Linked DNA regions of Mus musculus: region 2 is linked to region 1. A link is a contact called in public HiChIP or PLAC-seq data. All regions are on one chromosome and are shown on one strand. The core of a region is the stretch at or near the end of the contact, and the rest is flanking DNA. Distances in the headings are between cores, read along the strand shown. Region 1 overlaps Gm51804 (a long non-coding RNA gene). Region 2 holds the start of Ddx21 (DExD box helicase 21).

Region 1 (2,700 bases), core at 106-2,605:
CCAGGCCTGCCCCAGGAGTCTTTCAAGGCGCCTTCACATTTAACTGAAATAGTCTGCTGGCATTCCCAGTTTGTACACCCACTGGGATGGCGATTTCTACGAGCCACTGTGATTGGCTGACAGAACCTAGGCAGAATATGTGTTCTGTGAGCATCTCTGAATCAGAGAGAGACACAGAGACACAGAGAGACAGAGAGAATACACTCTCTCTCATCTAGCATGTTCATCCTCAATACCGCAAAACAAAACAATAATAATAAAGTCAGGGAGCCACCCGTGGAGAGTACTTTGTAATTCCCAGCATAGGAGCATTCTCATCTTGGCTGTATGAAGTCAATTCTTTCCAAATAAAGGAGTTTAGTAAGATGCTTGACCTCCTGATTCCCCTGACTGATTCCCCTGACTCCACCTAGGACTGTAGGCAGGTATCTCTACTCCCAATTGGTTTTGTTTTTGTTTTTGTTTTGTTTTGTTTTTTGAGACAATGTCTTTTAGTCCAGGCTATCTGAGTACCAGCATTTGTCACCAAGCTTGATAGGTTTAGTAAATACATAACCAAATTCCTTATTCTTTTGTACATTTATGATCTCACACACACACACAACACACACAACACACACAACACACACAACACACACAACACACACAACACACACAACACACACAACACACACAACACACACAACACACACAACACACACAACACACACAACACACACAACACACACAACACGAGCTCCCTGGGTTCACTAGCTAATCAACCTAGCCTACTTACTGAGTGAACTCCAACAGCACTGGCTGTTCTTCCAGAGGACCTGAGTCTTGGTGTGGACTGCTGTCCCTCATCAATCCATGTGCTAGATGGCCACTCAGCTTGCAAGATTTCCCAGGGACACTGGGTTTTTTGTTTATTTTTATTTTTTTAATTATTATTTATTTTTTATGTAAGTACTGTTGCTGTCTTCAGATGTACCAGAAGAGGGCGTCAGATCTCATTACAGATGGTTGTGGGCCACCATGTGGTTGCTGGGGTTTGAACTCAGGACCTTCTGAAGAGCAGTCAGTGCTCTTAACCACTGAGCCATCTCTCCAGCCCCTTGTTTTGGCTTTCAAGACAGGGTTTCTCTGCTCAGCCCTGGAACTAGCTCTACAGACCATGCTAGATTTGAACCCAGAGATTGCCTGCCTCTCTCTGCCTTCCGAGTGCAGAGATTAAAGTTATGTGCCACCGCGGCTCCCCTGCCGTTGCCTGGCGAGACACAAGTACATGCAGCATCCTCCACAGGCTTGTGCGGCAGGTGACATCGTCAACAAATAGGAGCAGAAGTGGAGGTTTACAAGAGTGGCACTGTTAGCAGCTAGCAAATATGCTAACAGGTGGAGAGCGGGCGCCACTTAGTGCTTAAGGGCCAGGGCACTATAGTCAACCCAACTCTCCTAGGGGCTGGGATGCGGCGCAGTTGGAGTGTGTCTAACTAGCATGCACAAGGCCCTGGGTTTGATTGGCACCAGTGAATGAACCTGGAGTCCAAGAGCACACCTGCAATCCCAGAATTTAGGAATTTAGCCGGAGCTCCAGGGGTGGGTGATTATTTCTCGGTTGCATAGCAACTGAGTTTGAGGCTTGGGACAAGACCCTATCTCAAAACAACAGGAACGATCAACTGAACCCTTCCAACAGCTGTGAGGAGGAGGAGGTGGTGGAAGTTAAACAAGCCCTATTTACACAGGTATAGACAGTGAGTTCAAGGAAGTTCATTAGACTCCTGAGGGTACTCATGTGACAGATGGGCACAGTTCACTCTGCTAAGTTCTTTGTCCTGATGCTGTCAGTCAGTCATGAATCCAGCCATGTCTGAGCCTCAGGCACGTGGCACACTGAGAGCCTGCTGCTACATGCCAGACACATACAGTTGTCCCGGGTTCAGATAGTCCTTCCTCCAGTCCAGTGGTTCTCAACCTACCTGATGCTGTGACCCTTTAATGCAGTTCCTCATGTTGTGGTGACCCCAGCCACAGAATTCTTTTTGTTGTTACTTCATAACTGTAATCTGCTACTGTTAAGAGCCCAAGCCATAACGTAAATATATGTGTTTTCTGATGGTCTTAGGTGACTCCTGTGAAAGGGTCATTTCACCTACTCACCCCCAAAGGGTTTTGAACCACGTTACCCTGGTGGCTCTCACATGCTGATCATGTGGAGACAGTGGTGTGGAGGGGTGTGGACATCTATGAGATACTGGGCCAATACACAAAGCTATCCCAGCTCCAGTCCCCTCTGCCTGGGAAGAGCAAGCATAGTGACTCTAACTAGCTTGTCTGCCCTAGGGTAATGATCACTCAGTATAGGGAGCTGACTCAAGCAATCCGAGTCTCAAGGCCCTCCTTATCTCTGGACTTGGGCCTCTCTGGGACCTGTGTCACTCATCTCACACTCTGGGGGACTTGTCCCTATCTCTGTTTCCCATAAACAAGCACAGGCGCATCCCAGGGTGCTACCGGGAATAGCCTATCCCACGGCATTGTCAGAGCAGAATTAAGAGGTCTGCCTGGAAATTTCTGCACAGATAATCATGTTGGACTAGATGATCCTGGTTGTCAAGGGTCTGGAGATGGCAAATAAGATATCTCTCTCTCTCTCTCTCTCTCTCTCTCTCTCTCTCTCTCTCTCTCTCTCTCTCTCTCCCTCTGTGTGTGTGT
Region 2 (2,700 bases), core at 54-2,553, 79 kb before region 1:
GTAAACTCTCCAACTTAGGCATCTTTGGGAATCCATTCCTAGTCTCAAGGCCCTGTCAAGGGGCTGAGTGTGCCCTCAAACCCAGTGATAACTGTCCATCTCTTACATTAGTCTATAACAGTGGTTCTCAGTCTTCCTAATGCTGTAGCCCTTTAATGCCTCTTACGTTGTGGTGATCCCCAACCATAAAATGAATTAATTTTAGTTGTTGAGGATTTAGCTCAGCTGTAGAGCGTTTGCCTAGCAAGCGCAAGGCTCTGGGTTCAGTCCTCAGCTCTGAAAAAAAAAATTGCTACTTCAAAACTGTAATTTTGCTATTGAATCTTAATGTAAATATTTGATATATGACCACTGGTAAAAGGGTCGTTGAACCCCAACGGAGTGTCGACCCCCTTGAGAAACTTTGGTCTGTAGTGCTTGAGGACAAGCAGGGCTTGGATGTTATTAGAATCCTGTCTGTCCACTCTGGAAGCAGAGGCAGGCGGATTTCTGAGTTCGAGGCCAGCCTGATCTACAAAGTGAGTTCCAGGATAGCCAGGGCTACACAGAGAAACCCTGTCTCGAAAAACAAAACACAAAAAAACGAACCCTGTCCGTCATACAAGAATACCCGGAAGTTTATAAAGTGCACACATGAATAAAGGGCCAGACTTGTGAATTGTGGGTATTTTTTGTTGTTACTTGGGGTCGGGGAGAGAGCTGTTGAGACAATCTCATCATGTGTCGGGCTAGCCTTGAACTATGTGCACCACGCTGGACTCGATAGAGATCCATCTACCTCTGGCTCCTGGGTGCTGAGATTAGCGGCGTGCACCCCATATGCCCTGCCTATTCTGGTTCTTTTAAATTGTTCATATTGTGCAGCACGCATATGCGTGTCCTGGGTGCCACTGAGCGCGTGCACGATAAAACTGCACAGCTGGTTCTGTTTTCCAGGGATCACAAATTCAGGTCACCAGAACTGTGGTATCTCGCCGGTCCCTGAATTCCGGTGCTCACCAAAGCACCTGGGTTTATCTGTCACCACCCAGCCGTTTTCCACAGGTAGCGTACACATCGCAGCTTTTCATGGGAAAATGTTGCCAGCTGGTAATCCCAGACTCGGCAAGCGGAGGCAGCAGGGTAAGATTCAAGGCCGTTCTCCAAGTCTAGCCGTGGCGATCCCGCTGTCGTTAGACCGCGCAGAGCACCTCCACGCCGCACACACGGGTCTCACCCAAAGCCGCGCGAACCGCAGCCTTGCCGGTACACGCTACTTCCGCCGGATGCACTCCGCTGCGGAAGTGACGAATAGGCCCGGCTGAGGGGCGGTCCGCTTTCTCTGTCGCCCTCTCTCCTAGCACGCGGTTGAGGAAGCCGGTAGGCCTGAGAAGCTGCTGCTGAATAATGCCGGGAAAACTCCGCAGTGGGGCCAAGTTGGGCTCAGACGGGGCCGAGGAGAGCATGGAGACGCTGCCGAAGCCAAGCGAGAAGGTGAGCCTGGGGGGAGGGGGGTGTCCCCGAACTGGGCCGGGCCGGGAGCTCGTGGCCGGCCCTCTGACACGCCGTGTCGGCTGGTCAGGCTTGGGAGTGCGGAAGGGATTGCCGATCGCGTCACAGTGCGGACCAGAGCCGAAGACGGCAAAGTCTGAAACTTGCGCACATGGTCGGCATCTGCTGTGACACACAGACACAGTTCCCTCTTTAAAAAAGAAAAGAAAAGAAAAAAAAAAGAAAACCCAAAACAGAAAACGTGGTTGGCTAAGTGATCACCCTATTATATAGAAGGATCTGTGTGAGCACTGTTAAATCGCCTTGTCTCTTCTTAATTCCTTGCATAAAAATATTAAACTTGTGACAGTATCTATCAAAGTAGGAGGGTTCGGAAATTATCCCGGAACTCCTATGTTGTACGACTTAATTGAGTTTTTTTTTTGCTGTCTCTGTTGACTTTGAAGGTAGGAGCCTTTTAAAGGAGCAGCAGTAGTATTTGAATTAGGTGGAAATCACTGGGCGCACAGCGTTCACATCCGCGTGTTCAGCTGCCTGATGCTGAAGTCAGGAGGGAGGGACCTAGCTACGCGTTTATATTCCGAACTCGACTTACTGTTTTTCATATATGTAGTAGATAACATGTTCATGGGGCGGAGAGATTGTCCACGATACAGTATTTTTAAGATGGTTTTTGTGGTACCAGGACCAAACCTTGGGCAGCTCACGTGTTGGCAGGTGCTGTCCCACTGTAGCTCTAGCCCTTAGCCCAGCGGTTCTCAGCCTGACAGATAATCTGCAGATGTTTATATTATGATTCATAACGGTAGCAAAAATTAAAGTAACAACGGGATAATTTTCTGGTTGGGGGTCACTACAATATGAACTATTTGAAAAGTTGAGAATCGCTACCTTAGGCCATGATTTGAGAATTTAGTCCATTATGATTTAGTCTTTACTGCCTGGAACACTACTAGAGTCTATCTAGTAGGTGGCTAATAATCGGTACAAATTTTCCATATGAAAAGTTGCACATTTAAATAAAGTCCAAATAAAGTTTCACAGACGCAAATGATATATGAATTTTTTTGGTAGTTTTGTTTCATATAGTGTCTACGAGAATCCACATTGAAGTACACATTTCTTGAGTGTTTTACCATATAGAAATTTTGGAGGGAAAAGAAACCTGTTGTTGCTGTTATGAGGACACCCAAAGTTTGCTTGCTCGCT

The links. HiChIP or PLAC-seq counts read pairs in DNA pulled down with a chosen protein or histone mark.
Region 2: an H3K27ac HiChIP or PLAC-seq map of extraembryonic endoderm stem cells shows a contact between it and region 1. The contact joins the promoter of Ddx21 here to the enhancer-like site in region 1. A contact is called at or near these places in 4 of 39 promoter capture datasets (embryonic stem cells, neutrophils, second pharyngeal arch cranial neural crest and 1 more), 6 of 115 datasets of contacts at active chromatin or transcription factors (the HPC-7 cell line, the SCID.adh cell line, embryonic stem cells and 1 more) and 3 of 9 other capture datasets (adipose tissue, liver and pancreatic islet).

Annotation. Positions count from the first base shown.
Region 1 is chr10:62,521,661-62,524,360 of GRCm38.p6, reverse strand. All of the region lies in intron 2 of Gm51804 (a long non-coding RNA gene), which reads right to left. It also overlaps a transcript of Srgn not described here. Among named protein-coding and RNA genes, the nearest start is that of Gm51804, 15 kb to the right of the region's middle. Within about 2 kb of position 1,355, at least 13 of the 459 cell types and tissues checked have an H3K27ac peak or open chromatin away from gene starts, as enhancers often do. A contact at or near this core is called in extraembryonic endoderm stem cells and pancreatic islet, where this site is marked.
Region 2 is chr10:62,600,901-62,603,600 of GRCm38.p6, reverse strand. Ddx21 (DExD box helicase 21) reads left to right here and starts at 1,303. Exons shown (of 15, transcript NM_019553.2): 1 at 1,303-1,473. The coding sequence starts at 1,387.